2 separate regions of the Zea mays genome follow, and region 1 is linked to region 2. The links are chromatin contacts, called in public Hi-C maps. All regions are on one chromosome and are shown on one strand. The core of a region is the stretch at or near the end of the contact, and the rest is flanking DNA. Distances in the headings are between cores, read along the strand shown.

The links. Hi-C and Micro-C count contacts between places; a contact is called where the count stands out from the background.
Region 1: a contact with region 2 is called in a Hi-C map of leaf, with 6 times the contacts expected there. The contact joins the promoter of LOC100502467 here to the promoter of LOC103636319 in region 2. A contact is called at or near these places in 3 of 25 Hi-C or Micro-C datasets (ear, leaf and tassel).

What each region holds. Positions count from the first base shown.
Region 1 is chr8:166,190,362-166,196,184 of Zm-B73-REFERENCE-NAM-5.0, forward strand. It overlaps LOC100502467, which reads right to left and starts at 3,092. Exons shown (of 2, transcript NM_001151696.2): 1 at 2,779-3,092; 2 at 2,040-2,681. The coding sequence starts at 2,964. The coding sequence ends at 2,316. TRNAL-AAG (transfer RNA leucine (anticodon AAG)) reads right to left here and starts at 5,702; the gene lies at 5,622-5,702.
Region 2 is chr8:166,034,107-166,039,823 of Zm-B73-REFERENCE-NAM-5.0, forward strand. It overlaps LOC103636319 (BTB/POZ domain-containing protein), which reads right to left and starts at 3,648. Exons shown (of 13, transcript XM_008658671.4): 1 at 3,205-3,648; 2 at 2,157-2,340; 3 at 1,992-2,060; 4 at 1,780-1,878; 5 at 769-848; 6 at 455-683; 7 at 1-298. The coding sequence starts at 3,476.

The DNA.
Region 1 (5,823 bases), core at 1,842-4,341, 160 kb after region 2:
GAAAACAGCAGTATTTCCGCTAGAGATGGCAATGGGTACCCGCGACCCGATATCCAATGGGTATTTACTCCATTATGGTATGTATGCGGGCTAAATATTCTACCCGTGGGTCTGTTATTGGGCAAAAATCTTCACCCAATGGGTAAACGGGTATTAGAACGTTCCACCTTCACCCATACCCGTTAACTCGTGGGTATAAAATACCTAATATAAACTTAGCTCAAGCATGAACTTAGACTTCAGTCATCCATCTTTTTTACTATTTAATAACCTTTTAGGCCATTATATCATAGAAGGCTTAACGACAGTTTAATGACCATGTAATGAAACATGTAATTCACCCAATGTGTGTTGAATGGACGGTTAAATGATGCTAGAAATTTTGTAATGGTATTTAGATGGATATACTTGATATTTGTATAATATAATATTTTGATAGATGTTTATTTTTTGTGGATATGGGTATGGGGGTAAATTCATACCCACCAGTGTATATGGGTGACCCGGTGGGGTTATTTTTTTTGTCGTAGGTATGAGTATGAGGTAGTAATACCTGGTGAGTATTTACCCATTGCCATCTCTAATTTCCGCATTGCTAACGCGCTACATCCGCAACCAGAACCAGTTCCCGCAGGATGTATCATTTTGGAAACGCAACGAGACGGGTAGCGGCCGGTTCAACGGTGACGGGGACCAGTTGCTTGCTAGCTAGCTTATAGCTTGGGTGATCCAAGTCGGCTATCCTATTCCTACCCTGGCAAGGCCACGCACGTTCTCAAGTGATGGCACTCGCTTTTATCACCAAAGGAGATCGCAGGTGACGAAGAGATCGTAGCACGGTGGCAGTTAGGTCCGGAGGATAGCGTCAACCATGTAGTACCAGCTAAATATACCGCAATTAATTAAATTGCAAAAGAAAAGAAACTAAAAACAAAAGGAGGAAAATGGGGGTCCGACAGCGACAGGAATCCGGGGGACAGGGAGCGCGGTGCATGCATCAGAACAGCGAGTGGGACAGACAAGCACAAACACGTACAATCACCAAACACAAGGTCGCCGCCTTTATTTATTTATTTATTGCTGCCTTTTGGATCTGGAGCTGGAGTCATCAGCGACAAGATTTGAATTGTATACCGTATATTATGTAGGCCTGGCCAGACTAATCGTAGGAGTAGCTAGCTGTTGACACCTCGGGCCAACCTTTGAATCCTTGAACGGTTCGTCTTCGGATCTTATGTTGATGTCTTGTTAGTGCATGTACAATCCTACAATCCTGAGACATCAGTTCGGTTTTTTTCCAAGTATAAAAGATAGCTAAGAGATTGTATGATACAACTTAAAACATTCATTGTACGCGCCTAGGCTCTTAAGGTTCAGCCGACTGAGAGTGGACCTCGGGACCTCAACAGGTGGATAAAACTAAGCGAACACGTTGTATAGTATATGTACACAGTATATACTCACGGTAAGGAGAAGAAGCGAGGGCAAGACAAGCGGCCGTCACGTCATCGTCACCCCCTTTTATTTACCTTGCCGCCTCGGTTCGGCACGAGCACTGACTGACTCCCGGCCTCTTCGCTGTCGGCTGTCGCTGGGTCTCTCCCCTCACGATCGGCCGGGGAAGACGAACGAGGGCGCTGGCTGCGGTTGGGCTTCGTTCCGTCTCCCCCCCCCACGCGACGTGGCTGCCACGCTTCTCTCTCTCTCTCTCTGTCTCTCCTTGTCTCTCCTCCACACTTGGTCGTGGCGCGGCGGTCAGGAACGAGGAGATCTCACTCTCAGTCCCGGCAAGTCCGCGTCTGGGGCCAGGAGACAGAAGAGTCTAGGACGGAAGCGGAACCAACGACGAAGGAGAGACCCAACTACCACTTTGCTTGCTCCGCCCGCCGCCTACCACGGCACGCACCATGTCCTTCCTCTCTTCTTCCCAGAATCGAACCGCGCCATCACTCTATCCTTGCCACCGAGCATCCAGCGTCTCGATCGATGGATCGATCGAACGTACGAACATGTATAGGTATGTACACGGTTTCCATCTTTATACGTGCAGTATTGTTTGCAGGACCGTACGTTACATGGCGCGCGGTAGCCTAGTCGCTAGCTCGACTGCTACAAGAACACGAGCGCTGACCGTCCGACCGACCTAGTTGTCTTTGATATGCTATGCTATATGCTATGCTATGCTACGTGGTGGTGTTCACAATTAGTACAGCGGACACGAACACGACTCATCAGACAGATAATCTGTACACAAGGTTCTTCCTCCTCCCTCTTTGATTTCCTGCCCCTCCACACCATGGAGCTCGACCGCTAGCTCACGCGCGGGCGGCGGACAGAACGCGGCCGCCCGCGCCGCCGCCGCCGCTGTGGGAGCTCCGGCACGCGGCGACGTCGAACCCCTGGATCCTCACGGCGGGCGCGAACGACGACGGGCCAAAACTACTCTTGCTGCTACTGCCGCTGCTGCTGGTGCTGGTATACGACGTCGTCGGCGTCGGCCGGTGAACGTAGCTGCTGGTGCGGATCAGGTGGTCGAAGAAGCCGAGCTCCAGCGGCGGGTCCGCCGCGGGGTGGCGCTGGCTCAGCAGGAAGCTGGGGTCGTGCACCAGCGGGTTGCCCGCGCGCGCCGGCGGCGACCCGCCGCCGAACGCCGCCCAGCTGCACCGACCCTCCTCGCTGCTCTGCGAGAAAAGAACGTGTTTGTGTTGTGAGCGGGGGAGAGCTTGGAGACAAGATTGCTTTCTCGGTTCCAGGCACAAGGGCGGTGGTGGTGGGTACCTCGTTGAGAAGGAAGGGCGGCGGGCCGAGGATGAGGTCGGCGCCGCGGGGGTGGACGTGGACCAGCTGCTGCTGGGCCCTGCGCGGCCGAGGCGCGCAGAGCACCGGCTCGGCCTCCCGGCAGCCGCCGCCGCCGCTGCCCGAGGCGGACTCGACGGACAGCCGGCTCATGGACCTGGAAGGCATCCTCCGCGCGCAGGATCTCGGCCTCGCCTTTGGCTGCCAGAGAGTGGAGAGGAAAGGAGAGGAGAGGAGAGGAGAGGAGGGAGGGGGCGGCTTGGCCTTGGCCTTGGCCTGCGCCTTTTCGTGAGGCGAGAGGGGCTGGTGAGAAGAAGGCGGTGCTGACCCGTCCCCGGCCACCGCAAATATACCAACAACAACCGCCCCCAGTAGGCGCCCGGTGGGCAGGTGGACCACGTCTCTCGTGCGAGCCCCTCCTTTTTTTTTCACCTGCTTTCCTTTTCCTGCTGTTTTTTAAATATATTTACGTGTCCGCAGATGAAGAAATGTGTGTGCCAGAGCAAAAATATCACCCTCGTTTCTGTCGCTCACGGCTTGCTTGTTGCCTGGAGCACGTTGTATAGCGTGCTGCCTTGCTGCTCGTACGTGCGTGGAGGATCGGATCCTGAAAATTGGCGACCTATAATAGCCCCGTTTTTCCCCCCGGAGGCATTGGTGCAAATGAAAAAAACTGTCCGCGTTTAAACTACAGCCCTGTTTGCTTCATATTATAATCTAACCAGATTATATAATCCAGCATAGGTAAACAAATACGTAGATTATAGGTGTAGATTATATATTTTAAAGTCCAGATTACTATAATCTCAAAATCTCACTAAGAAGAGCTTATTTAGGATTATTTTTTATAAAAAACCCACCATACATGATAATATTTGCAAATTTAAAAAAATATGCCATTCTCTTTCCCATATGGTAAACGCACGGGCATCTCTCCTTCACCCCACAGTGCGGTATTCTTATCTCCCTTTCCTGCCTCTAATAATCTAATAATATGTATTCGTATAATCTAGGTAACAAAACAACTACATATACATTATAATTTATCTAGATTATATAATATAGATTATAATCTAGATTATATAATCCAGATTAATCTAGATTATATCATTTATAAGCCGAAACAAACATACATTACTACTACTATCTATTTGCCTAAACAAACGCACGGACTACCTACCTGTATTGTTCTCTTGTTCTCCGATGTTACCTAGGCACTTAGGTAGCATTTTGTTTCGAAGTATAGTGGAACGGAGTCGCTCTGTTCCTCATTTGTTGTTGTTTAGATTGATTTAATATAGAACATAATGATTTTAAAAATAGAAAATTATGTTGAAATGTTAAACCATTTAACTATTCAAAATAGAATGTACTAAACCGCTCTCGGGAAGGGAGCCGTTTTATTCCAACCGGCTCAGAAATCAAACGCTACCATAGTACTAATGATTTATTATACATCGCCGGCCTCCAGTCGTCGCAATCCTCCGAGTCGGACTCCAATCCCACAAATAACCTTCGGAGGTGTAGCATCTCTGTGTACATAGCAGCGCAGCAGCCCAATAGGAGCCCGGTGAAAATAGCCATAACATACTACGAGTTTGCTTGCTAACCAATTTTTCTTCTGCGAATACAGATCACAAAAAAAAGTAATAAAGGTAAAACATGATGGGGCGTCGGTTAGTGAGAAATGGCAGCTTTGTTCCCGTGGCGACGCGAGGCGGGCACCTTGGATCTCACGCCCGTCCCACTCTCTACCCACCCACATGGTCTCTAGATCTTGGCCAGCATCGCCCTGACACGCACGATGCACCGACCACGTTGTGGGCCCCCACTCCTCTACCTCTCAGATTTTTTTTTTCTTTTGTGAACCAGTCCTAGCTACTCTACTCATGTGCAGTGCAGTCGTAAAGTCGCCACAGCTTAGACATTGTTTGTGTTCTTGTTCGGTCTTGGCGTTAAGCAGAGGCTTCCGGATTATTAGCGTGGGCTGCTTTGCTTGCTGGTCATGGTCCCCATGAGAGAGACCATGGACCCTTCGCAGCGTGGGCTGCAGGCCCATCGGCAAAGCCCATCTACCTGGCCTTTTATCACGGTGTTGTAGTCCCTTTTCTTCACGGCACTTTCGTTTTCCTCCGAACAGCAAACTAAACCCTACTGGCCTACTTACTCGTACACACTGACATCCTGGTACGCGCACTGCGTTACGTCCTTACACGTCCTACCACGTCGCGTAGGAGCACCTACGCTACGCGACCCATCACCAATGGCCGTTGCCACCGGGAGGCTCGCCGCGTGGGCGTGGCTGACACTCGCCGTCGTCCTCATCGCGGCCACGCGGGTGCCAACGGCGGCCTGCCGCGGTCTGGTAGCCGCCGCGGCGCCAAGCGCCGGTGACGGGGAGGCGGAGGAGCTGCAGTGCGTGGGCAGGTGCACGACGGAGATGCTGGCGTGCGCCGCGGCGTCGGGCTGCGCCAGCGCCACCACGTGGGGGCGCCGGCGGGGCGGAGGAGGGAGCCGGGCGCCGTGCAGCGGCCGAGCCCGAGGGTGCGAGACCGAGTACCTTGGCTGCATTGACGTCTGCTGAATACCGACGAGGCGACGACACCGTTGCTTTGCTATCCGGCCGTTTTTTCTTTTTCTCGTTTTTTTTGTTTGTTTGTTTGTCGACCTACGTTGTAGTGGATGCAATACAAGATTTCCTATGCCTAATCCTCTGTAAAACGATAAAGAGCAATATAGGTAGGCAAATGTGAAGAGAAACAAAAAAAACTCAACCATTTAAAAAAACAAAATCTGGATTAACAAATTAAGAAGATCAAAACAATTGTTGAGAGTGGGATTTGAACCCACGCCCTTTCGGACCAGAACCTTAATCTGGCGCCTTAGACCAACTCGGCCATCTCAACTTGATGTTAGATGAAGCATCTGTCTTTATATAAGGTTATTATTATTTCAAAACAAGTTCTCATCTTCTAACCGACTGCAGTGACGCAAAGAAATGTGGCATGTGATGAGCTCGCTAGCACC
Region 2 (5,717 bases), core at 2,398-4,897:
GAAGAGAACCCCTCTCAAATATATTCATAAAAGTGTTGTATTCATCAGTAGATAGGCAAGAACTTCCTCTAATGCATCTAACTTGCCGCCGTCCTATAACCCTACCACCCCAAAGTGGTGCATTGGGCCTTCCCCACTCAGTAGGAACAACACCACTACTGAAAGTTCTTGAGAAATAATTATTTGCAGTTTGCTCACTAGAAAGCCAGTTATTTTCATTAAATTGATATGAAGTGCTTTCTCCAGATGGTCCTCCAGTAGAACAATCATTCTCCATTCTCTTAGGAGCTTCACCATTCTAAATTTCAGAAAAACAGTAGTATTAATGTAGTTGCCATGCTTCATGTTAAAAAAAAAATTATTTCATAAGACAAGGAAAATACATAGCATATTGAACAAAAGTAGAGATTGAGTGTCATCTCAGCTGTGCAGATATGATATTCCATGGAATTACCATATCTGAAATAGCAATAATGTTATGGGGAATTTCATTCCCCGAGTTATCATGCAACTTCAAGTTCTGCAGTTTAGAGTCCATTAACAGTTCCTCCCCAGATTCGTTCATTGGAGCCTTCCCCTTCCTCATGGATCGATCAGCACTTGGTAAGCTTGTTTCATTCCCACTAACTTGTATCTCACACGTAGTAACCTTTGCAAGTAGAGTAAACAATGCTAGTTCAAACCTTCAAGTACCAAGATAAGATGTTGTCACAAAAGGGCTTGTAGTGTCATTGAACAGACAAAAAAACACAAAGTGACAAAACTAACCTTTTCTCCTCGTTAGGTACCCACAATTCATCAGATGTAAGGAGGGCATGCAAAGTCTGTGAAGAAAGCTTTGGTAGAACCTTTCAAGAACAAAATAAAAAATAATATTGTGAATAACCAAAAGCCTCCGCTTATTCAAAACTTCAAATATAACATAGAATGTATATTAAACAACACATCCTCAGATGTAAGTACTTATGTTGATGAAAATAAAAAAACCAAACATATTCATATAATTCAAGTATTGAACATAGAATAGTTTCTCAGCATTTTTTCGTACACACCAAAGTACCTAACAGCCATACTATCCCCGTTCACAACAATAATCACCATGTACTTGATTCAAATACCGAAATAAATAGTCAACTAATTCATGCAGTGAAAGATATTGCTCAAATTAAGGCATAGGTGATAAGGTCTATTAATAAATGAGCTCTATCAATATCTAATACTACCTCCGTTCTCGAATATTTGTCGTCCGCTAGTTCATTTTAAACTAAAAAAAACTCGGCCGGGGAGGGAAAGACTGCCCTCCCGGTATTATATTAAGAAGAGACCGAAATAATGGTCCCGGCCGAGAAAATCCCCGAACCCTGACCCCCCATCACTAACGGACCGGCGTCAACTGTCCACTCTACAACGGTCTAACCGGAGGGTGGCGCACAGGACATCGTAACCCGAGAGCGGATGGGGCACAACGAGGGGATTTTTTTAACCAAGCCTGAAAATTCGCTTCCGAGGGGAATCGAACCCAGGACTTAGAGGTGCTACTCGGAAGTCCTTAACCACTAGGCTAGAGACCCTTTTTTTGAACTAAGCCACGACAAATAAAAAAGAACAGGGGGAGTAAGGAAACCTTTCAATTCACATGCAATCATAAATGAGCGATGTAAGAGGTAACAGTAAACAATTCTAAAAACCAAGAAAGAAAATCTCTGTAAAGATTGCAGGGCATTTCAACCAACACAATTACACCATTTAATCAGATAAAGTCCTATAAATCATATGTACCTCTCGCAATTCCAGTGTGGCACTTTGACAAAGATAACCCCAGCAAGCATTCCTGACACGCTCTCCATGGCTACCATAATCTTGACTCTCAGCAAACAACTACTAGCAACAACAAAAAATTGAAACCAACAAAAAATGATCAAGGAGAATAATGTGGATATTTTAGTGCTCAATAAATCTGATCTGACTCAACATAGTAGTATTGAACTTACCTGATATTGTAAAAAGTTCGATGTCCAAAGCTCAGAAATAATAAAATCTGTACATATCGTGCACAAGTCCTACAATTGAACATATCATATGTGAGACAAAATAATACAGCACGACGAGGCACAAAGGAAAATTATAAATAAATGATTAAAATGGGACAAGTAGACCTGAAGATCCAGAAATGATGCAGCTGCAAGAACCCGGAATGCATTGTTATCATTAAGCTTGGGGGCTTGCCCATAAAGATATGCAAGCGCAATTGCAATTGCTTCTGAATCAACATTGGCATCATCTATGTGCAAAACCACTGTGGGTGCTCCCGCCTCTCTCCAAGGACCATGTAGCATATTCCTTCCAGTCATCATTATACATAAGTTGTTAATAATTTTACTTATTTTAATATACATGAAAATTCTACGTGGTAGTAGGGAACTGATGTAAGAAAACAGCAAAAGGTAAAAGTTTGGTTGCAGAAAGAGAGCGACTTCTGTGCTGACAGACAAACACACAGAGAATGGATTAGGCAATCAATGTTGGATACTTCTATCATAATTATATACAAGTTTACATTTGTTTGGCCAAGTGATAAGTAAGCAATGCATATCCATGGCAACTACAAGAGCAGAGCACCAAAGTCCAATTCAAGTACCAAGCAAAGATGCAAGGACCATAACCATTATGAATTCATTTTTCATGTGCCAAGCTATTGGTTGATGGCTATACCTCCATCCACAAATTCTGGCCTTGGAATCTCAACAGAAAAATTATGTAGTGGGTAGTTCCCGACTTTTATTAGACCAATTTTAGCTTCAGTCATGATTCGTGGCATAGATGGAAATCTGAAAGTCATAGAGAAAACTAGACATCGAAGGATGCACTATGATATATAGAGTAAATGAAGATCTAACATATTCTGTAAGAGGGTAAGATCTTAATTGGCATGCTAATTGCAGGCTGTAACTTTTTGCTGACAAAAAGAGACCAGAATCCTAATCACTTGGTAAGGATACACTAAACATTTTAATAGGGATCAAAGCGCATGGAAATTTCACAGGAGAGAGATGGAGACGTCTCAACCAAGACAAAAATGTCCATATAGAAATCCAATTAATAAGTACTATGAGAAGTTGCAGACGATCAGACCGCAGTAGGCACTTCAATCCCCAAGGAATCGAAGGCGGCGAGAGCGCCAAGGTTCAGCATTCTAAAGCTCACCTGAAATAGGCGCTACGAGAGAGGATGAGGCGATGGAGGCGGTAGGTGGCGCCCGCGGCCTCCACGACGAGGTCGGAGAAGGCCCCCAACCCGAACCCCTCCGCCTGGACGTGGTCACAGAGCGCGGCGAGGTTGCAGTCTACCGGCCGGAGCTCCGCCGCCGCGACCGCCACGTCGTACGGCCGCGGACCCGCCGGGGCAGTGGGCAGGGGAACCGCCGGCGCGGCCCTCTCCTCCGCTGCCTGTGGGTGCGGTTGCGGCGGGGCGGCCATCGGGCCTCGGGCTACGGTTTTAGCGGAGGCGCGCGACACGCCGCGTCCGCGTGTCGGTGGAATGGGAGTGATGAGGCGGGGCAGAGTCAGGAGAGGCCAGAGAGTCGGGAGGTAGAAGAAAGGCGAAAAATGATGATTGCTCGGATTCGGGTAATGTGCTGCGATCTACAGTTAGCCAACGCCCAACAGTGTGTTCCCTTCATATTAAAAGCATGGTTTTAAATGGCAAAAAAAAAACGATGAGAAAAACGCATCGTTCGTTGAACATTTGTGAAATTACATCGAAAGAAAGTATCATACCACTCACAACACTAGTCCACACTCCACAGCCGATGGACAAAAATTGAAGTAAAGAAAGAAAGTGGACTTTCTTCCTAAAAAAAAACATGTAGCCTTCATCTGCTTTGTGTGTGTGTGTGTGGGGGGGGGGGGGACTGTTTCTAGCAAAATAAAAGGAAACTGTAAAGGAATGGAAGGTGTTCATCGAGTAAACAGTGCAGCTGCAAGCAGTGCAAAAACGTCTAGAGGTCCAGAAGACGACGACCGTCAGTGAGATTCAGATGCAGCGGGCGAGGAGGCCGCAAACGACCACGAGCCCGACAAGGAGCAGGCGGTCTGCGTGCGCTGAAGCGCCGCCCACTGTGACTGTGAGGCTGAGGACGTCTTCTCCCAGCGCCACCCCTGCCTCCGTCTGCTTCCGCTTCGTCTCCGCCACGACCTCGCCGTCGGGGCCGCTGATCCTGAACTCCGACTTGCGCGGCGCGCCGTCGATCCTGTAGACGACGTCCCCGCCGACGACGCAGGCCGTCGCCACAGCCCCGCCAGCGCCACCGTTCTGCTCCTGCTGCCCTCCTTTCTTCATCTTCTTCTTCAGGATCCGGTGGGGCGCCTTCCGGACGCTGAACCATGGCCTGGCGGAGCCCTCCTGCCCCAGGCCTGCCGCCGGCGCAGTGCCGGCGGAACCGTAAGAGTAGCCCGTCCATGTCTCGACCGCCGCGAAGCTCTGCAGGGAGGGAGAGAACGAGTGTTAGTGTTAGGCTGTTAGCTACGTTCGTCGTCAGAGAAGGACGGAAAACAATACAGCAATGCGTGCGTTCACCTTCTTGAGCAGCTTGAGCAGCGTCCTGCCGTCACTGTCCATGACGTACACCTCGCGGCTGCGGCTGCAGGCGTAGTTGTCGACGCGGTAGGCCACGCGGCCGTCCTCCCCGTAGACGGTGCACCCGTGCCCGCTCAGCACCAGCGACTTCATCCACACCGTGTACACCTGCTGCTGCTGCTGCTGCTTCCCGGCAGCCGCAGCCGGATCAGTAGCGGCGCGTGGGTGGAGGTGACCGGAGAGCGGCTGGATCCTACTGACTGCCATTGATTTCTTCTTCTCAACTTGTGACGATCATCTGCTGGCTGGTGCATTCATTTATACGCACCATGCCTGCATTTCGGATGTTATCTCTAAGATACGAATTATTAACTGGGTTCTCTGCTCGATCAGCTCTCTCCTCCCACAGTTTTCCTTTTAAGAAAAAGGTGGGTACACTCTTGGTTCTGCATGCAATGTTCACGAGGTCAAATCCGAGGGGAAAAAATTTTAAAAAAAATGTTTAGTACCAGGGATCGGATACTGTGTACTAATACTCCAAATACTACTTTGGAAAGTGATGCTGCACTGCATGGACATTGTACTCTTCGTACACCATGGTGTGTGTCTCCCGTATTTCCTAGTGTTTTTCTGCTCCTCTATTTCTCCACATGTTTCTGTTGGGGTTGCTGCGCGCGTTGTCACAAACTCACAACGCGGATGTTTTTTTAAAAAAAAGAAATTGTCTCCCCTGTTTAGCTTTATTCAATTTGTATATATAGCAGGAGAGCATCTGCAGTTGAGACCTTCAGTTTTCTAATCTGGAATTTGTGCGAGTTTTAGTGTGTCGATACCGTGCCTTTTCGTCGTGCCAGATTGAACTGACCGGCCGGTGTGAGATTTCCTAGAAGATTTTGTGTGAAATTCCTAAAGCTGTTGTCATTTTAGTTTTGTGCTAAATTAAACTTCTGTAACTTATTTGACTAGTCTTATAGATATATATTGACATCTACAACACTAAATAAATGCACTATAATCGAGATATATATATATTCATGGTGAATTTGACAAAATATTTAATGTTACAGATATAGACATATAGGATATATGTACATTTTTCTATTAATTTCGTCGAACATGCTAGCGCATCCACAACAATAGCT